Linked DNA regions of Mus musculus: all the other regions are linked to region 2. Evidence: chromatin contacts called from public HiChIP or PLAC-seq, Micro-C and promoter capture Hi-C data. All regions are on one chromosome and are shown on one strand. Each heading gives the region's core, a stretch centred on a gene start, on an enhancer-like site or on the middle of the called end of the contact. The rest is flanking DNA. Distances are from core to core; before and after follow the strand shown.

Evidence for each region. Promoter capture Hi-C pulls out the DNA fragments that hold promoters and counts their contacts. A called contact is a pair of places that touch in the nucleus more often than the background predicts. HiChIP or PLAC-seq counts read pairs in DNA pulled down with a chosen protein or histone mark.
Region 1: a contact with region 2 is called in a Micro-C map of embryonic stem cells, with 3 times the contacts expected there. The contact joins the promoter of Crlf1 here to the promoter of Cilp2 in region 2. A contact is called at or near these places in 8 of 39 promoter capture datasets (cranial neural crest, embryonic stem cells, hematopoietic stem and progenitor cells and 2 more), 8 of 484 Hi-C or Micro-C datasets (all in embryonic stem cells), 1 of 115 datasets of contacts at active chromatin or transcription factors (embryonic stem cells) and 3 of 9 other capture datasets (adipose tissue, liver and pancreatic islet).
Region 3: a promoter capture Hi-C map of liver shows a contact between it and region 2. The contact joins the promoter of Klhl26 here to the promoter of Cilp2 in region 2. A contact is called at or near these places in 3 of 39 promoter capture datasets (cranial neural crest, embryonic stem cells and liver) and 2 of 484 Hi-C or Micro-C datasets (both in embryonic stem cells).
Region 4: a contact with region 2 is called in an H3K4me3 HiChIP or PLAC-seq map of forebrain, with 4 times the contacts expected there. The contact joins the enhancer-like site here to the promoter of Cilp2 in region 2. A contact is called at or near these places in 24 of 39 promoter capture datasets (the 3T3-L1 cell line, 3T3-L1-derived adipocytes, the C10 cell line and 13 more), 2 of 15 datasets of contacts at CTCF or cohesin (embryonic stem cells and stem cell-derived epiblast-like cells), 39 of 484 Hi-C or Micro-C datasets (B cells, the G1E-ER4 cell line, LSK cells and 17 more), 12 of 115 datasets of contacts at active chromatin or transcription factors (astrocytes, craniofacial prominence, embryonic basal ganglia and 6 more) and 1 of 9 other capture datasets (embryonic stem cells).

What each region holds. Positions count from the first base shown.
Region 1 is chr8:70,491,634-70,496,727 of GRCm38.p6, forward strand. Crlf1 (cytokine receptor-like factor 1) reads left to right here and starts at 1,515. Exons shown (of 9, transcript NM_018827.4): 1 at 1,515-1,767. The coding sequence starts at 1,644.
Region 2 is chr8:69,884,388-69,889,705 of GRCm38.p6, forward strand. It overlaps Cilp2 (cartilage intermediate layer protein 2), which reads right to left and starts at 3,005. Exons shown (of 8, transcript NM_026818.2): 1 at 2,901-3,005; 2 at 2,047-2,145; 3 at 1,609-1,881; 4 at 1,001-1,156; 5 at 1-178. The coding sequence starts at 2,964. It overlaps Yjefn3 (YjeF N-terminal domain containing 3), which reads right to left. Exons shown (of 6, transcript NM_001353930.2): 3 at 5,056-5,166; 4 at 4,822-4,935; 5 at 4,600-4,750; 6 at 3,401-3,635. The coding sequence ends at 3,430. Gm33746 (a long non-coding RNA gene) reads left to right here. Exons shown (of 3, transcript XR_379069.4): 1 at 1-1,883; 2 at 2,207-2,520; 3 at 2,607-3,997.
Region 3 is chr8:70,473,743-70,478,824 of GRCm38.p6, forward strand. It overlaps Klhl26 (kelch-like 26), which reads right to left and starts at 3,201. Exons shown (of 3, transcript NM_178771.3): 1 at 3,108-3,201. The coding sequence starts at 3,163.
Region 4 is chr8:69,325,962-69,330,828 of GRCm38.p6, forward strand. It overlaps the pseudogene Gm7688. Among named protein-coding and RNA genes, the nearest start is that of D130040H23Rik, 57 kb to the left of the region's middle. Within about 2 kb of position 3,155, at least 30 of the 459 cell types and tissues checked have an H3K27ac peak or open chromatin away from gene starts, as enhancers often do. A contact at or near this core is called in cerebellar granule neurons, cerebellum, cerebral cortex and 7 more, where this site is marked.

The DNA.
Region 1 (5,094 bases), core at 265-2,764, 610 kb after region 2:
CACCTGGCCACATTTCTCAGAGGAGACCTGCAAGCCAGTGCCACCTCTGCATCCCACCGTGCTAATCAGGTTTTAAGTTTGGGGGGATTTTCTTTCCCGTACTTGATTCTTTACACGTAAACTTTTAAGTTGGTCCCAGATTAGCCACTGTACAAAAGAAGAAACTGAGGCACAAGTGGCCTAGTTTGCCCCCAGCAAAATGGCAGTGGCCGAATTAGTTTTTATTTCTCTCCTTTGTCATTTGAAGCTTCTTGGAGGACCTTTAAGGAAGGGGCTGAGCCTCCAAGGGAACGGCTGTATGGGAGAAATCGAGCCCTTTACTCTCAGGGAGCTGTGGCTGGGGGCCTTTACCAAACCCGTGGGGTGGGACCACCCGGGAACTCGCATTTCAAGCGCCGCCCCACCAGCAAAGACCTTGCAGGCCAGAGACCTCCCTTCGTGGGCATCCGGATAGGGTGGAGACGAAGAAGCGATCAGAGAGATGAAATGCCAGGGCTGGGTTGGTCCGGGAGGGGTCCCCAAAACCCCAAACAGTGGCCAACAAAAATAACCCAGAGAAAAAACTCTGCGCTCAATCAGTGATAATTCTGCGTTGCTCGGGGCTGCCCGCGTTACCTGAAGTTGGCGGGCGGCGGCCGCTGCAGTGATTACTCACCGCGTGGCGCACCCCACCCGCGGGCCGCTGAGTGGATTTTTCCGTGGGGGGATGTGAAGAAGTTTAGGGAGAACTCTTCTGCACCGATGGGAACTAGGAATGCAGGGTTCGGTCCCGTTCCCCAAAGGACACACCTCTCCCCATGAGCCCACTCATAAGGGCTCCCTGCACGCGCTCCGGGACATCCCCATATCCAATACCCGCAGATATGATAGTTGAGAAGGGACCAGAGGCCGGAGACTCCCTCCCTGCCTTCTGGCTCCCCCCCCCCCGCACGAAACGAGACTACAGCGATGGGAGAGGTGGCATGAAGGCTTAGGGTGGGGATCGGTAGGACCCATGCACCCAGAGAAAGGGACTGGTGGCAACTTTCAAACTCTCTGGGGAAGGAAGAAGGGCTGAAAGAGGATGAACGGGCTCAGGTACTGCTCAATGTGTGTGTGGCGGACCAAAGTGGGTATGGGGGCCCCGTAAGAGGGGCGGGGAAGGTGGATAGGAAGGATCCCGGTAGACTGGAGGGGATCCTGGAAAAGCACCAGGGCTGCGAGCTAGGAACCCATTCGGAGTTAAGGGTACAGGATCCCAGATGAGGGGGTGGGAAGCCTGGGACGGGCGGGACCAGAGAGGGAGGTCCCACGGGCTGGTGGGGAAAGAGTGGGGGGCTTCGCGCAGGAGGATGGGACGTTCAGGAGTGGTAACTGGGCGGAGGCCGGCCGGGCGGGGCGCGCGGTGCCCGCGGGCGGTGGGAAGGCCGGTGCGGGGCCCACGATCAACCCCCCCCCCCAGGGGCCGGGCCGGGCCGGGGGCGGGGCCGGGCGGGGCGAGCGGCGCATTAGCGCCTTGTCAATTTCGGCTGCTCAGACTTGCTCCGGCCTTCGCTGTCCGCGCCCAGTGACGCGCGTGAGGACCCGAGCCCCAATCTGCACCCCGCAGACTCGCCCCCGCCCCATACCGGCGTTGCAGTCACCGCCCGTTGCGCGCCACCCCCATGCCCGCGGGTCGCCCGGGCCCCGTCGCCCAATCCGCGCGGCGGCCGCCGCGGCCGCTGTCCTCGCTGTGGTCGCCTCTGTTGCTCTGTGTCCTCGGGGTGCCTCGGGGCGGATCGGGAGCCCGTGAGTACCGTGCGCCCTGCTCCCCACCTCCCCAGGGAAGCCGGGATCCGGCGCCCCGGGGGGTAGTCGCGGGGGATGGAAGAGGGGGCGCGAGCGCCACCTGGACGTCCCGGGAACAAAGGAAGGCGGCCCTCGGGGCGCCCTCACCTGTGGGGCTCATGGCACCACCACCCAGCCTCCCAAGAGTACCCCGTTATACATCAGAGGCCTCTTATCTGTATCCCCTTTGCGAGGCTGTCTGGCCAGGCTCAGTTTGAAGGACATCGCAGTGTCCTGGGACCCCCCTCCTTCAGGGTGCTGGGACGCTTCGGGGCGCACGCCTGTGTCTTGGATATCAGAGCGGAAGGGAAGCCTCCCTGGCCGGGGACGCACGCTTGGGTGCGTTGGGTTGGGTGCTGGCGCAAAGTGGGGTCCCCTCCCCCATGAAGTGATGATCCCCGGGGGGAGGGTGGGGCGTTATCGTGAGCCCTCCTGTCCGCCTGGCATGCGGCCCGGCGTCCCTCGGGACTTGCCTCTCCGTGGGGTCGGCGCCGCCCCCTCCCCCCTATAGCAGACTCCATGCTTTGGTATCCTCGAAGTCCTCTCCACTGGTGGGGCTCACAACCGGTCTCATTCAGGCTGCGCTGGGTTGAGAGCCTCTAGCGACTGAAATTTCGGTGAGGAGCGAGAGCAAGCGTGTCCGGGCACCGCGAGCCCAGACTTCATTGTCTAAGGGGCACCCAGTGGGGGTCAGCTGCCGAGAGAATCCCACTGTCCCAGGAGGAACTCCTGGCCTTGAGCCCCCATCACCCAACGCACACATCCCCGCCAGGATGCGGTCTCCACATCCAGACCCTCTCTGGGACACACCCAAAGACACACAAAAGAGCCCCACTGGCTTATGTCCCGTCACCCTGCCCTCCGACGCGCGCTGCAGCCCAGATGCGTATTCGCACACCATCGCGGCGCTCGCATTCCATCCTCTACACAGACACACACACACACACACACACACACACACACACACACACACACACACGCACGCACACACACGCACGCCCGCACTCGTGGTCCCACATTTATTTCACAGGGGAGGCAACACCGGGGTACGCATATGGTTGAGTGCACTGGAGATCTTTCCCCACCACTCTCAGGACCCCATCCGGAGACACAGGCCACACCGCAGGGGCACCACGCTGCGCTGCTGCTCTGGGCTAGTAGTCTTGTGCAGTTTGTCCGCGGTGTCTGTGGACGCCCTCCCGCTCTTGTCAGGGGACAGGAACCTACACTCCTGCTTGCCCAAGGCGGCTGGGCAGGTGATGTGGTGACACCCGGGACCTTTCCGGGGAGTTGGTGTTGCTGCCAAGCCTGGGTAGTTTTTGAATGCCACCAATAGCGCTAAGCTTTGTTTCCGGGCGGGCTGCAGAGCAACAGGCGAAGGTGGCGGAGTGGGGGTGGCGCGTGTGTTTTTTCTTTTAAGGGGGAGAGAAATTAAATAAGAGGTTCTCACACCTCTGCAATCTGTTTGTACTTACCGTGTGTCTTAGCACCTGACCAGCCAGCCGGTGGGTCGTAAAAGTGTATGCAGGTACCAGCGGGACAGGAGATGGGGGCCCCTGGGGTATGGCTGGGATGGAGGCCACCTTCCCGTTGGCCTTTCAGGGAATCTCACACTTTTCCCTTTTAAAACACATGGTGTTCTTTTTAATAACGGCAGCAACTCCGCATTGGGAAAGGGGGAAATAAGCTTGTATAGGCCCCGGCTTTGTGGAAAGGAGGGGAAGAGGGAAGAAAAAAGGAGGGGTGTCTCCTCCAGGCTTAGGGGGCTGCTGTCAGCTGCTGCTCTGTCTAGCTTGGCATGTGTGTGCCCCAGTCCCCAGTGGCTTTGGCCCATTGTTTGTGGAAGCCAAGAGGGAGACTGGAGTCCTCTATCTCTGGTACTCCAGAGTCAGGCTTCTCAGTCCGAGCCCAGAGAACGTCTTCCCTGTTTTATGGAGGGAATCAGGGAAGGGGGTGCCAGGTGGTTCTGCTGAGGACTGTACCAGTCGCTCGAAGGAGAAAGCTTGGGCTTGCCCCCCTCCCCCCTCAAGCCACGAAGGGCAGCTGCTAGGCTAGTGTGGTAAAAGGGCATTACTCCCCAGCCAGGACCCCCCAGAGAGTCCCCTTCCTGGCCAGACAAATGCTGGGGAGGGACAGAGGGGTGTGATCATTGCCCAGGAGTGCAGACAGTGGGGTCCCGGGTCGGGCAGTGCCTCCCACCCTGCTGAGGGGGGCGCCCAGGCAGGAAGCGGTGGGTGGGCCGGGGTAGAGACGCTGGCACGTCCCAGTTCATGCCGAAGGAATTCTGAATTAGCGGGCGGCTGGCTGCCTGGGACCTCCGGGGCGGCCCCCTGGCCCCCGCCGCCTCCGCTCTGGCCTGCTCCTCCTGCTCCTTCGCACGGACGCTGAGACCTCCGCTGAGCCCTGGGACAAGCCCCAAATGCAACTGCGATTGCAGGCTTCGCAAGACCCGCCTCCTCCCAAGGCCAAATTTGCCTGGGAGAAGTCATTCAGGGCCCAGACTAGAACCATGTTGGTGCCACCTCATCCATCTGGGGCATGAAGGACCGTCCAGGGCTGCAGTTTAGCTTCTTAATAGGAACCTGGGGGTGGGTGCAGCCTCTGTTCTCCGAGCCTCTTTGGAAATCGGTTTTGTTTTTGTTTTTGTTTTTTCCAATACTCTTTTCCTCTCATCCCATCCCGGGACTGTTTTCCTCCCTAAGGGTTGAGAGCCCTGCAGTCTTCCCTAACCTTTTCTTTGCTTCTACCCCAGGGCCTTTGCACATGGAGTCCCACCTCTCCCCTTGCCCAACTGGGGCTCCAGCCTTACTGCATTTGGCTCTTGGTAACTGTCCCAGGGCCTCTCTGACACACAGGGTTGTAGCCCCAGCTCCCTCTCTTCTCCTCCCCCCTTTCTCTTTTGCTTCTGAGACTTAATTTTTTTCTTTTTCTTTTTGGCTTTTTGAGACAGGGTTTCTCTGTACAGCCCTGGCTGCCCTGGCACTCATTCTGTAGACCAGGCTAGCCTCAAACTCACAAACCTACCTGCCTCTGCCTTTCCAGTGCTGGCACTAAAGATGTGGGCCACCACAACTAGTAGTTAAGTGTTTTGCTGTGTCTTTATTCCTATAGTGACCTCAGTTCCTGGCATATTGTAGGCGATGGATGGATGAATGGATGGATGGATGGATGGATGGATGGATGGATGGATGGATGGATGGATGGAGCAAGCTTGAATCGTCCTGAGTGAAAAAAGAGACCTCAGAGAACTGAATGGAGTTAGGTTCCCAGGGCAGCCTGGCCTGCTGG
Region 2 (5,318 bases), core at 1,755-4,254:
GCCTTGCTGCCCGCGCAGACTCCGGGCACTTGGAAGGTTCCATGGGTACCGCTGGTGGCTATGGTTCCAGGTCGGGTTCTCAGGGAGACCCTGGCTCCTGACAGCGGTCGCCCAGATGGGGTGACCACTGAACCCAGGAGGATGTGGTTGGGGCACCCGCAGGTGTCGGAGCTACACCCTAGGGGGACATGGAAGCGGCAGGCGCAGAGAGAACTCTTGGGGAGAGCTTTGCACTCAGCTACAAACATAAGTGACCCTGCCACCCATCAGTTCCCCACAAGCTTCAGTGTGGCTGGACTTAAGTCAGTCTGGAGACAGGGATAAGTGGGCAGAGCTGGAGCAATGTAAGGAAGGTGGGTCCATAGATGCAAGGGAGAAGCTCCAAGAGGGGACCAAAGAGGCTGATTCTTAAGACAGTGAGGACTCATCAGGCAGGTGTTCCTAGCTGGGGCTGGGAGCAAGGGGCTGTCTTGGACAACATCTGTCACACTTCCAACGCTGCTGCTTCTCCACAAAGTGGAAAGTTCCAGTGGAAACTTCAGGGCAGAGGCACCGGGTGGGGTCCCCACCATTGGCGACATCGTGCCCCAACTATATGAGGGCCCTGTTGCAGCTGTCTGCAGATCATGTTTGTGGAGCCCAGGCCCAAGTGGAATTTCCAGTCCCCTCCTGGCTGGCCTGCTGTCTGGCACAGGGAGGGCCTGGGCATCGTGTCTGCGTGGGCGAGCAGAACAGGCAAAGACTGAAGGCTGAATGTGGGCACCCAGAGTATGCACCCAGAGTGAAGGCAGAAGCCTTCACAGGGATATCTTAGTGTGCACACTAGGTGAAATAACTCTTCAGGTCTTCCCATGCCTGCCCAGCATCCACCGACCCCCTCTGTATAGTCTTCTTCCCTAGAGTGTGTATGGCCTCCACTTCAACTGGTCCAGTCCTCTGGACCCCTTCTTATGTAAGCTCCACCCCTGGTCATCCCCTCCTCAGGCCCCATCCCTCCTACCTGGACAACGGGATCTCACGCACTTCTGCGCCTCCTGGGGGCTCCCGGGACACGTGTCCCCAGAGGAGCTTTGACAGCTGCGGCGGCGCAGGCGACGACCTAGCCCGCAACTCTTGGAGCAGAGGCCCCACGCTCCCCAAGCGCCCCAAGCCGCCTCTGCAGAGCAAGGTGGGAGATGAGTTGCATCTGCCCACCTTGGTCAGCGGGCTTTCTAAACTATGTGGGTCTTGTTCCCCCGGCATACACCCTCCCTGACTGCAGGGGCAGACTGCATGCAGTTCTGCACAGAGCTCACCTGCACACACACACACACACACACACACACACCCCTTCTTGCTAGATGCGGTCCTAATTAACCTTGCTGTTCCCCATCGGACTTCAATACAATGAGGCTTAAGGCATCCCCAACACCGAGCTGTTCAGGATGGGCCAATGGGATCCTGGCATGTTAGTGCACTAGCTACTACAATCTGGGCACAGCTCCCTGCATCCTCACTGTGCTGATGGGTGTGCCTCTCTAAGCCACGCCCGTGCCCTGCCATCACTGGGCCTTGCCCCTTAGGGTCGTACTGTACCCGCCCGCCCAGGCCTATGGGTCCCCCCCTTACCCAGTGGGCAGCGGAAGCGCACGTGGTAGTTGGAGCAGCGGCGGCCTCGAGGCTGCTCACGATTGAGACACCAAAAGCCACGCTCTGGGTTGGCGTGCACCCTTTCGCCCATTGCAGCTGGTAGCGCCCAGTCGGTGGTGCGCGCCTCCAGTGCCAGTGGTCTCGGGCACACCCGCGCGGGACCATAGTAGAATCGAATGGCGGCCAGGCTCTCGAAGTCGCCATCTCCTCCCGGGTGATCCACGTTGAACCACGACGTCCACTCGCTGGCCTCTGTGAGCATCGCACGCTGAGCCCGGGTCCCACCTCCCTAGTCTCTCCAGCTTGGAGCCTTGAGGCCCAAGGAGCTGTGATGTCCAAGGACTCCTCATTCTCCCTACCCTCCCCACTGACCCCACCAGGCCCAGATCACACAGGCGGGTTGCTGAGGTGACTCACCCTCCCAATCTTCCAGGGCTGGCGAGGGCTGGCCGGTATCTGGCGGCCGTCCCTGAAGACCCCTGGCGGTTGAAGTGTGCTCCTCGGTGGGGGTGGCATCTGTGGGAGTTCGAGGAGGCACAAGATAGGGACCACTGAGACCCCTCTTTTGGTGCAACAGGGGGAACATTGACTACCACATTTCACGGGATATAAAACTGAGGATCTGAGAGGCCAGCTCTAGCCCCGGGGACTGCAGCAGCACCCACTCCAGGAAGCCTTCCCATTACTAGCAGCGGACCCTGAAGCCCTGTCACTCCGCAGATCTGGCGACTCTATGTCCCACTACACCTCTAGGCTCAAATGTTCATCAAACACAAGTCGAGTGTATTAGGCTCTGCCTCTACCCGCAGACCGCTGCAGTCTCTTCCTGGAAGTCCCCTCCTGCCATATACTCTCCCGGGTCTTTCTAGGTGGGACGCAAGGTGCCAACAGGTAAGTCCTTGGTTTCTCTGGCCTTCCATCTTTCCGGGGTGGAATAGGAAGGCAGACAGGTTCAGACAAACCCCTTCTTCCTGGAGCCCCAGCCTTCTGAGAAATAGGACTGTCACCAGCCCCGCGGAGAGACAGCTACGACCCCTTGGCACAGATTTGGAAACCTGATGATTTACAATTCAAAGCCTTGGCCAAGTGGACCTTCCTGGGACGACGATGGAAGAGGTTTCTTTCACCGGCTCTCTGGGACGCTCATGAGGTGCTCCCCCGCCCGCTTCTGTGCCTGCGGCTGTCGTCCTGGTGTGTTTGTTTGTGTGTGTGTGTGTGTGTGTGTGTGTGTGTGTGTGTGTGTGTAGGGGGTGGTTCCCAAGGTATCTCACCTCGCGCTCCCGCTAGGTGTAAGGCGGCAAGGCAGAGATAGAGCAAGGGCAGAGGTGATGCCATCGCCAGGTCCGAACTGCTCTGCGAAGCTCTGAGATCTGACTGTGGCGGGCCTAGCCGCTGCTTGGACCTAAAAGGGCGGAACGGGCCACAAGCCACGCCCCCGCACACCAGACTGGGTCTTCTAAGCCTCCCGCGGTACCTCCGCCCTTAGACTGCCCTTGCCCGGTGTCCTGCGTTCCCCCCTCCTTCTCCAACTGGGTCCCGTGCTGTGTGCCTGGCTCCCTCTGGTCTGAAACTTGAAGCTGCTGGCGCCCTAGGATGCTGGACGTTCTCTATATTGTTAAACTTCGGTCCTAAGTACTGGAGGCCACCCCCCAGCAGGGGTCTGCTCTCCATTCTAAGAAACTCCACGGCGCAGCTCCTCCCCACAAACCCGGAGGGAAGTCTCCTCTCCACCCGCCCACCCCCTGGCCTGGTACACAAAAGAGGCAGGGGAGAGGTGGTGGAGATGTTTATTGGTGCGGTTCACAGTGAGGCCACGCAGTCGGTGCCAGTATATTTTGGCAGGTGCAGGCCAAACTTTCGGCGGACGTCATCAGGCACGAACCTGCCGGCTACAAAGTGGAGACGTCCGGAGAAGCGGCCGGCGCAGCTCTTGGGCGCTGCAAGGGACACCAGCACATCGGGCTGCACCGCGTCCTTTGCGTCTCCGCCAGCCTCCGCATCCCAGCCTGAGGGCGGAAGAGGGGGAGCTGAGGACCTCCGGCCCGGGACCAAGTCTGCTCTGCCTCCCTCCACGCACGCGGGTAGCGGTCAGACCTGCTAACCGCAAACCGCCTCCACCCTCCGACTACACCATTTCCACTGCTAGTCTGCCAAGACCCAGCCTCTGCCTTGAGCCGTGTCTCCTTCCGCAGAGGTTAGGAACCGCGCCTTGCTTAAATCAGACCTTCCTCACCCACCTCGGGTCTGACCTCAGCCTCTCTACCCCACCCTGTACTGTGACCCGAGACCCCCCTCCTTCTAAACTGTGCCCCCACATCCCTATCGTATTTGATTTCCCCCTCCGACCTGAGACATCTTGGTTCTCTGACCCACCTCGTGGTACTTTTGTTAGGACTCTGCCCTCTCCCCAAACCACCAGGAGTTTCGGTTCCACCCAGTCCACGAACCAGCAACCAGGACTTCTCTCCTGCCTCAGGCACTAACCAGAGCCACCGGCTCCTCTCTCTGATTAGAGGCTTCCAACTGCAGAATCCCTCACTTTTCCGGGACCACCTACTGTATCCCCCTAGGACTAGATATGCCTCGGCTTTGGTCGGGGATTGTCCTGGAGCAGTGTAGCTAGGGGACACCCCCACGCAGTCCCCACGAGAGGCTGAGCGCTGTTTGTCCTTAGCAGCTCTGGCCTGGCAGGCGTGGCCTCTGCCGAGTGAGCTCACAGGACTGGTGGTGGGTGGTGCCCGTGGAGCTGAGCACTCGGACCAAGGGGACACGGAGTCACTTGGGACAGCCACTTGTATCGCTCCCATCCTCAGGGCGGGTGTGAAATACGATGGGGGCAGACGCGGAAACCGAGGTTGAAAGAGTTGGACAAGGAAAACCGAGTTGGGGGAGGGGGGTGCAGAGGGGTAGAATTTAGGATGGATGGAAAAAAACAGGCTAGGGTAACCAGGCTGTCCCTGGGTGGCGTGCCTGAGGGGACGTCCAGGCTCACAAGCGGGATGGAGAGTCGCTTCAGCGTGGCCAGCGCGCGCGCGCAGTGCCCGCCTGCTTCAGCCAGCCGCACTCCCGGCCCAAGCACTGCGTCCACCACCAGCCCGTACGCGTCGTCGATGAGCCGCACCTGGGGAGAGGGGCAGTGTCAGGGGCTGGGCTCAGACGGGCCAGGGCAGGGGCAGAGTGGGTGCATCTGACCTCGGCAGGCAGGAAGGACAGGAAGGGGATGTCCATCTTCTCGCACTGCGTGGTCAGGTCACGGTGCAGCGCGTCGGCCGAACGCGCGGGGCAGAAGATGCTGGGCTGGTATTCCTGGGAGGCAGGGGGTGGGGGGACCCGGGTTCGATGATGGAGGCGGGAAGAAGTTCCCCTCCTGTCCCAGCGGGACCCCAGTCCCACTTCTGTCCCCCACATCACGGCCCTGTTACTCACGAACACCCGCAGGTGCCGGGCACACGCCAGCCCCACGGCGCCATTCTGCTCCGGGCCGCACACAACCAGCACTGTCCTCTGCTTCCGCGACAGCGAGGGCAAGGGGAAGGCCTAAGACATAGCAAAGCAGGGCGGCTAGATGGAGGCGGGTTCTGGGGCAGAAGGACGAGGCCATGGCAGAGGGGTGGTCTGCATGCGGGGCAGGCAGGCAGACCTTGCTCAGGCAGAATGTGAACCCGGCCTCCGCGCCCAGTGCGGTTTGT
Region 3 (5,082 bases), core at 1,951-4,450, 590 kb after region 2:
CAGACACACAGAGCACCCACGGATATGTGGCATATACTCACAGGCACACAGAGCACCCACGGATACATGGCATATATTCACAGACACAGAGAGTACCCATGGATACATGGCATATACTCACAGACACACAGAGCACCCACGGATACATGGCATATATTCACAGACACACAGAGCACCCACGGATATGTGGCATATACTCACAGGCACACAGAGCACCCACGGATACATGGCATAAATTCACAGACACAGAGAGCACCCATGGATACATGGCATATACTCACAGACACAGAGAGCACCCACGGATACATGGCATATATTCACAGACACACAGAGCACCCACGGATATGTGGCATATACTCACAGGCACACAGAGCACCCACGGATACATGGCATATATTCACAGACACAGAGAGCACCCATGGATACATGGCATATACTCACAGATACACAGAGCACCCACGGATACATGGCATATATTCACAGACACACAGAGCACCCACGGATATGTGGCATATACTCACAGACACAGAGAGCACCCACGATACATGGCATATATTCACAGACACAGAGAGCACCCATGGATACATGGCATATATTCACAGACACACAGAGCACCCACGGATACATGGCATATACTCATGGATACATGGCATATACTCACAGACACACAGAGCACCCACGGATACATGGCATATACTCACAGGCACACAGAGCACCCATGAATATATGGCATATACTCACAGACACACCGATACTCACAAATACATTTTTAAAATAAATGTTTAAGACAGGTGTGCTGGCACACACCTTTAGCACCAGCACTCTGGAAGTAGAGGCTCTGTGAGCTCGAGGTCAATCATGTCTACAAAGTGAGTTCTAGGACAGCCAAGGCTATCCAGAGAAACCCCGTCTTGAAATATAAACAAATAAAAAATACATCTTTAAAAAATTTACCCTAGGGGCTGGAGAGATGGCTCAGCAGTTAAGAGCAGACTGCTCTTTCCAGAGGTCCTGAGTCCAAACCCCAGCAACCACATGGTGGCTCACAACCATCCATAATGAGATCTGACACCCTCTTCTGGTGTGTCTGAAGACAGTTACAGTGTACTTAGATATAATAATAAATAAATCTTTTTAAAAAAATTTACCCTAGGGATCTGGTCAGCTGACCCCCCTTTTTTTCTGTTTTTGTTTTTTTTCTTTTTTTGGGGGGGGGGGGCGTTTCAAGACAGGGTTTCTCTGTATAGTCCTGGTTGTCCTGGAACTCACTTTGTAGACCAGGCTAGCCTCAAACACAGAAATCTGCCTGCCTCTGCCTCCCAAGTGCTGGGATTAAAGGCATGTGCCACTACTGGCCTGCCAGCCGTCCCCTTTTATCTGGCTCCTAGGCCCTGCCCACTCATTCCCCAATGACTCCATGATCTACCCCTGTTACAGACCTTCAGTCCTGGGCCACCACTCTGTCATGCCCCAGTGTGCTGCCACTCACTCTTCTGTGGCCAGAGCGCCCAGTTTCTGCAGTTGCCGATGGCCTGTATGGAGTCCCTGGTTTGCTCTGACCTCACTCTGAAGCTTCCAGCTGCTCTGGTAACAGGCAGGGCCAATGCCTCCTCTAGGTGGTAGCAGGGTTTCCCTAATCAGCATCTTCCCTCCAGTCCTAATGCTCAACTCAGATCCACAGGCCACCAGATCTTTCCCTGCCCTCCGGCCTGCCTGAGGGCCAACTTTGTTCGTTATCATTAGGCCCAGTGCCCTTGGCTTCGGTTTATTCCCAAACCATTTACAGACTGAATTTCCTCCTTGATCTCACAAGGGTGGTGGCTGTCTCAGGGCAGGGGTTCCTGGCTCTGGGTTAATGTGAAAATGGAGGGTGTGAGTGCTCCCTAAGAGAGTTCCCTAAGACCGGTAGGTGCTCTTCCCCTGAGACTCCAGATCAATTCACAAAAATGTATTGCAACAGAAAGTTTTTGAGTTCAAGGTTGGCCTATGCTATACAAATCAGTCACTATCTTAAAAATAGGATGGGTAGAGGGCAGGCATATGACCCAGTAGTAGAGTCCTCACCTAGCATGCACCACAGGAATAGAGATGCATGCCTGTCATCTTGATCATTCGGGTTGAGGAAAGATAACCAGCAGTTTGATGTTATCCTCAGCTATATGGCATCTGTGAGACCAGCTATAAGATTCCTTGTCTTGAAAAACCAAAATAAAACAAATATTTAAAAATACTTGCCATCTTTATGCAAATTCCCAAGTTCAAGGAACCCACCTTCAGAGTTGACCAGGAAAAAGGGTGACCTCATTTAACTAAAAGGGGTGAACGTGGACCCAATATCTGAGGGCAAGACCTCCAATTCAAACGTTTAGAGTGAGGGGAGGGGTATTTAAACCCTATGAAGGGTGGAAGGAAGGGGGTCTTAAAGAAAGACCCTATACTCTTGAGTATCTTCTCTCACAGTGCTCAAACTCCACAAATACATCCCGACCTCTCACAGTCCCTGAGACTCCCTGGCCATCATGATGGATCTGCTGGGGCCCCCAAGGTTGCCTCAGTGTCCCCTCACGGCATGCCCAAGTCCCTTGTTCACCTATCAAGCCCCTAGACAATTTTCTGACAAATAGAACCTGTTGAGGTCTCCCAGTGGCCTCAGTGTCTCCCAGACATGTCCAGGCCCCTAGGTGACTGGCCTCAGTGTCTCCCCAGACATGTCCAGGCCCCTAGGTGACTGGCCTCAGTGTCTTCCTCAGACATGTCCAGGCTCCTAGGTGACTGGCCTCAGTGTTCCCCTCCAGACATGCCTAGGCCTCTTGTTCCCTGCCATCAGGACCTGTGGAGGTAACCAGGTGGTCTCAGTGCTCCCTTCACGAACGCCTCGGCTCCCTCCCGGGCCCCAGGGTCCTTGTGGAGCTTCCCACGTCACCTTCCCCGAACCCCTTCAGCCCCGGGCTCGCAGCTCCCAGGAAGCCGGGCCTCAGCCTGCCCTCAGGCCTACGCCATAGCTCAGGACCTTAACGACAGGGACTCGGAACGTCCACGCCCCCGGCGGCCCCGGGTCGGCCCCGCCCGAGCCAAGTGGTGCATGCCAACAGAGGCGTAGGACTCACCTGCTCGGGCGCTCGGGGCTCTGACTAGAGCCGCTGCTGCCACCGGACTCCGCCATCTTCCGCCGCGCGCCCGAGCGATGGGGCGGCGCGCTGATCGGGAGATCGGGGCCCGGGGCAGCGGGCGGAGCCGCTGAGAAGGAGGGAGGGACTCGAGTGGTGGGCGGAGCTTGGGATCAGGGGCGGGGCCTGAGGAGAGCAGGTCGGAGAAGAACATCGAGTAAGGCCAAAGAAAGTGAGGGGGAGGAGCCTGAAAGACCAGGGGCCAAAGAGGTAGGCGGGGATTGGGGCGGAGCCTTGAAGAGAAGTGGCGCTTAAAACCCTGGAGGCGTGCAATAAGAATTATAAGCATGGCCTAAGAGCGGACCTAAGGAAGATAGTACCTGAAGTGGGGGTAAGGGTTGAAGACGTCATGGCCCTCAGAAGGGAGGGGTCTGAGAAAGGTGATTCAAGCAGGACATGACCTAAAGAGGGGCGGGGCCTATGTAAAGGAGGGAAGAGACCTGTGGAAGAAAAGTTCTGTGGGAGAAAAGGTTGGCTCCAAGGTATGGTAGGGCCTGAGTTTGGAGAGGGGCGAGTCTTGGCTGTGGAGAGAGTGGCTGGAAGGCCTATGCGGGAAATGGAACCATGTTACTTCCCAACATAACCAGGAAGGGGAAGGCGGCCTGAGGGTCATTCTTGGTGTTAGATATATGCTGGACCAGAAGAAAAGTGGAGGAAGACTGGAGCCGCCCCTAGAGGAGGGAAGGAGCCCAGGATGATGATGGGAAGTGTCTAGCCCGAGAGGGGCGTGGTTAGCGGAGGGGTGAGGCAAAGGGTAGGTTGGGAGGGTCTTTTAATTAAGAGCAGAACTGCTGGGAACATATGCCTGGGATGGGAAGAGGGCCGAATCCACGTTCGGGAGGTGCCTGGGCGGGGCCAGGGCTGGGAGAAGGATCGGGACTTGGGCGGGGCTCATCATAATGAGGGGGCGGGTCTGGACTGCAAGAATGGGAGGGTTGGGGAAGAGCCTTGGTAGGAGATGTGGAACCTAAGTTGTGAAGGTCGTGCCATGAAGGGCGGGGCAAACAAGGTGTGGGCTAGGCGGCGCACAGATGTGGGCGTGGCTTATCTTTGGCAGAAGCGGGATGGCTCAGATGGCATGTTCTGATGAGTGAGGGAACAAAAGTCCCTGAGTGCACAGACCCTCTTCACTAGCATCCTGCCCCGAGCCATATCCCTTTCCCAGCCTGAACCCAACCCAACCCTCTGACTTCCAACCCTTTGCTTCAGCGTTTTCAGCATATAGTAAGCTCAGAACCTCCTACCTCAGGGCCCAATGCCACTCTCAAATCCCCATCCCTTCTGTATCTGCCCTCATACTCTAGCTCCCATTCCCGAAATCCCTGCCCACAGAGACACAAGCCAGCCTCCACACCCTCTACCTCAAGCACGCTATAGACTTGCAACCCTCAGCAATGGTTCAAAGGCCCATGTCTGTGCAAGGCTTTCCTTTTGTTAAGGTCTTCCTTTTGTTAAGACTGTGTCTCCTAGGCTGGCCTGCAACTGTGAACCCTCCTGTGTCATCACCCTTCTGAGTCCTGGAATGACAGGCATATATATCACCATGCCTGGCTGTCTTTCCTTTTTTATTATTTTCTGTCTTCTGTTCTTTCTTCCTCTCTCCCTTCCATCACTCCTCCTTGCTTAAGGCTCAGAGGATAAATGGCAGCAATGCTTGAGGGGCTTGGCTGCCTACAACCTCCCACACCAGAGTCTCAGCTTATAGTAGGTTGAAATGCATCCAGCTAGTCAGCTAGAAAGTACAACTCCTTTAGGTAAAATCAAAGACTAGCCACCAAACATGGCACCCCAATGCCTGCAGCCCCAGCACTCACTCGGAGGCTGAGACAGAGGATCAATTCAAGGTCATCTTTGCCTAAACAGCAAATTCAAGGTCTGCCTGGACTACCTGTGGATCAAACTAAAAAATCCAAGT
Region 4 (4,867 bases), core at 1,905-4,404, 560 kb before region 2:
CCTGAGCTTCAGGCTCCCCATTCTCCTCAGAGTATGAACTGTAGCTCCCCATATTGTGTGTTCCAAGCTTGTCCTTGCACCCCTCAGAGCTCCTTGTAGTGTCACCGAACGACCGGCACTTCCCTAGCTTCAGAATAGAGCTACACGGAAGCCCCAGGAAGAACCAGCCTTTCCTATGACTGGTGCTCTGACTGCAGGTTCTGCTTGGCTCATGAGGCCTGAGTGACAAGAGTCTCTCTTTCTCTTAGTCGGAGTATAGAGAAAACCACGGAAGAGTATTTCCTGGCACTGGGTTCCACCGAAGGTCAAGAGCTTTCCCAGATCTGCAGATATTTGCTTTGTAGTAGTACTTGCCCCTGACTTCCAGTAGCTTTTCTTCTGTATTCCTGTGCTTAGTAGGCACTTCCTCACTAGCCAAGGTGGGGTGGAGTGTTTCTCCTGTCTCACAGGTGAAAGGGTGCTCACGATATAAACAATTAAGAAGAGATTTTAGAAAGCACACCTTTGTTCTGTGAGTTCACTATGAAATGAGGTGACCTGGAGCTACGTTTTACCTGGTGGCAAGGGTACTTCAGACAATCCTGAGAGAGAAGATCAAACTAGATGATGGCTACATTCCTATAGGCGTTTTCTTCTGAAATTCATGTCTACCACTATTCATGTCAAGGACAGCTTAATAGTCATGGAAAGTATAGTTTCCCCGGAAAGTTGAATACTTATGGTGTTTATGAGCACTATCCTGAGCCAGCATGTGCCTGAGTTATGATGAAAAGAGCAACCACACTAGTCAAGGTTCTGCAGATGAACAGAGCTGATCAAACAGATCTCTCTACGTGTGTACAAAGGGGTTTATTAGAATGCTACACAGGATGGGGTCCAGCTAGTCCAACAAAGACTGTCGACCGAATAAAATTTGAAGAATTCAGTAGTTCAGTCCATGAGGCTGGATGTCTCAGCTGGGCTTCATTGCACAGCACATTTTCAAAGGAGTAAGCTCTCAAGCCACTCAGAGAAAGAACATACTAGCTAGAGATACAGCAAGTCGTCAAAGAGAGACAGAGACAGAGCTTCTTTCTTCAGTGTCCTCTCTTCATGTTGGCTGCAACCAGAAGGTGTGGCCTAGATTAAAGGTGGATCTTATCACCTCAAAAGACCCAGAAGGGTCTTACCACTTCAAAACGTTTAAGAAAAAAAAAATCTCTCAAAGGCATATGCAACTCTTTGGAGTTAACTCTCAGTTAACTCCAGTTGCAGTCAGTTTGACTACCAAGAATAGCCATAACAACAGGCAAGACAGAAGAGCTAAAGATAATTTTTACCAGCAGCATGGCAGTCATTTTTCTTACAAAACAAAACAAAACAAAACAAAACCAAGAAGCATAGGGATTTTCTTTAGGGAGTCTGGACACATTCATGTAGAGTTCTGCCTATTCCTAACTATGTTCATTTAAAGAAATTCTACTTTAGAACATGATCACAATGTAAAAGCCAAACATTTGGTGATTTGGTGTCGTTTTTAGCTCAAAATTGTGCAGAAATATACATAATTTATTTTAAAAGACAGAAGAAAATGTCTCTGGCATGTTCATTTTGTACCTCAAGATCTTAACTGAAACTCAAATGTTAATCAATCCGGAGGAAAGTAAGACCACTACAGCAACTTTTGGACTGCTGGAAGCAATGGTGATTTTTGTATCCAAGAGCTAGCCAGCAACTGCCTCCTAATTCTTTTTTGTTTGTTTGTTTGTTTGTTTGTTTTTTGTTTTTTTCGAGACAGGGTTTCTCTGTATAGCCCTGACTGTCCTGGAGCTCACTCTGTAGACCAGGCTGGCCTCAAACTCAGAAATCCACCTGCCTCTGCCTCCCGAGTGCTGGGATTAAAGGCGTGCGCCACCACGCCCGGCCTGCCTCCTAATTCTAGTTAAAGAGATCAACCCTGAATCCACTTTTAGTGCCCCATTTTAAGAGTAAAATCACAAGTATTTCCCAAGCAGGTTTACAGAAAATAGACAATGAGAGAAAAAGGAAATATAAAACAACAACAACAACATCCCAACAAAACAAACAAAAACAGCAACAACAACAAAATAACATCATGTGGCCAATATGCAGTTATATAGGGTCAGATATAGTCAGGGTGTTCTCCAAAATATGTAAAGTTCATGGGTCGGGGCAAGACAGGCTCTAGGACAAAGGCTTAAACACAGCAAATCAGCTCTTATAGTAAATATCAACTTAATTTTTCATAATACAGCATAATGGCCCCTACCTTCAAAATGGAGTCAGACAAATTTCTCATCAGTGACACTGCAAACAAAAAGATAGATATATCAATGTGACAATCCCCACACATACAAACAAGAGATACCACATATATAGAGCAAACATCAAGGGTAAGTCACCTATTAGCACAGTAGATGTTGTACTTAGATGAACAGCTATACTGAGCTATTTTATACTCAGAACAAGGTTGCTTTTCCTTCTGGGCAGGTTGGCTCAGAGGAAGGTCATGGATGCCTCCGTGCAGGACCAGAAAGAGTTCATTTTGACTAAGCCTGGAGGCTGTCTGTCTCAGGACTGTGACAACACCAAACAGTGTGTTGAGTATTTTTCTTCGTAAATGAATGGTAAGAGATTTTAGATGTTAATTGGTATCAGCAGCATTGAAATAGCACGTCAAGGCACCGGAGAGATGGCTCAACAGTTTAGAGAGGTGGCTGCTCTTCTAGAGGATCCAAGTTTAATCCCAAGTATACACTTCTTGTTCTATCCTTCATTTTTATGGTTATATGGATATCTGCCTAGTTGTGTCTGTACGCAGTACCGACAGCACCCAGAAGAGGGCGGAAGATACCAACCATTGGAGTCACAGCACATTGTTAGCTACCTGGGTTAAGGAAATGGAACCTGGGTCCTCTGGACAGCACTCAGTGCTCTTATCTGCTGAGCCAACTCTCCAGCCCCTCTTCTTTTAATTTAAAGTTTACTTTTGTACTTGTTCATTGAAATATATTGCATCTCATACACCCTTCCTTGTCCTCCCTCCTTCCCTTCCCAAATTCTTCCTTGTCATGCATGAGTAAGTAAGCTCTTAATATATGACTACAACCGGCCCCAGTCACTGAGCCGCCGCCGGAGGACTCAGCTGCCTCCCCCTCGAGCCCTCTTGCTTCCCGAAGCTACGTCCCCCACGCCCGCCTTCTCCCGCAGCCGCCTTCCGCAGGCCATTTCCGCCGAGGAAAAGGAATCTTTTCGTATGTCCGCTATCCAGAACCTCCACTCTTTCGACCCCTTTGCTGATGCAAGTAAGGGTGATGACCTGCTTCCTGCTGGCTCTGAGGATTATATCCATATAAGAATTCAAAAGAGAAACGACAGGAAGACCCTTACAACTGATCACTGATGAGTACGATAAAAAGAAACTAGTGAAGGCGTTTAAGAAGAAATTTGCTTGCAATGGTACTGTAATTGAGCATCCAGAAGAAAATGGAGAAGTAATTCAGCCACAGGGTGACCAGCGCAAGAGCATATGCCAGCTCCTGATAGAGATTGGACTGGCTGAGGAAGATCAACTGAAGGGTCATGGGTTTTAAGTGCTCGTGGCTTAAGTGAGGATTTCCTTGCAATGAGTAGAATTTCCCTTCTGTCCCTTGTCACAAGTTTAAAAACCTCACAGCTTGTATAATGTAATCATTTGGGGTCCGCTTTTAACTTGGACTAGTGTAATTCCTTCATGCAATTAACTGAAAAGAGCCACAATACAACACACACACACACACACACACACACACACACACACACACACACACACACACACACACATACAACCTGCTGAGTCTGTTGTTGTTGTTGTGTTCATTTGTTTGTTTGTTTGTTGTTTATTGTGTGTATATGGTTTCAGGAGTGATTACATTGCATTAAGTGGCCAACTAGGGAGCGCATTCCTGCCTCAGGCAGATTCTCTGACTTGCAGATGAATTGAACTGTTAATGAACAGTGGGCGTCTAACCCCTCTAATGACCTAGGCTGTCTTGGACAGCAAATATTATAAAGATTAGAAACCTAGGGATGGAAAATACACGAGCAGTTGAGAACACTGCCGATTTTCTGAGGGCACCCAGGTTTCCTTCCCAGCACACTCAGCAGCTCACATCTATCCCTAACTCCAGCTTCAGGGAATCTGAAAAAATCTGTTCACCTCCTAGGCAGCCATAAATTCACCAAGCAGGAATGAGGCAAAGTCACATAAACAGGCAAAACTCCCATATACATGAAATACAAGTGAAATTCTATTTCTGAAGAAGGAGGAGGAAGTGGAGGCAGAGGAAGAAGAGGAGGAAGAGGACAAGAGGAGGAGTAGGAAGAAGAAAAGAGGGAAGGGGGGAAAGGAGAGAGGTACAGGAAAGGGGAGGGGGAGGAGGAGGACCTTGTACCATAAAAATTATTTTTCACGGTGAGTGTGGTTTTACATTCTTTTGATCCCAGCACTTAGGACACAGAGGCAGGAAGATCACTGTGGTTTTTGAAGAAAGCCTGTGAGTAGCCAACACACACACACACACACACACACACACACACACACAGAAAGGGAAAGAAGAACAAAACTGAATAATAGATAAAAAGAAGCATAGGAGAATGGGGAGAGTGTAAAACCTCTTCAGTCATTTCAGTTGTCTGTCACTTGTGCCCATAAAATCATTTTCAGTAATGACTATTGCCAAGCATGGTAGCACATGCTGTTAATCCCAGCATTTAGGAGGCTAAGACAATCTGATATCCAAGAGTTCAAGGTTATTTTAATCTACTTAATCAATTTCATGATAATACTAATCTCAAGAAGACTACCACATTTTTAAACAGTGATTAT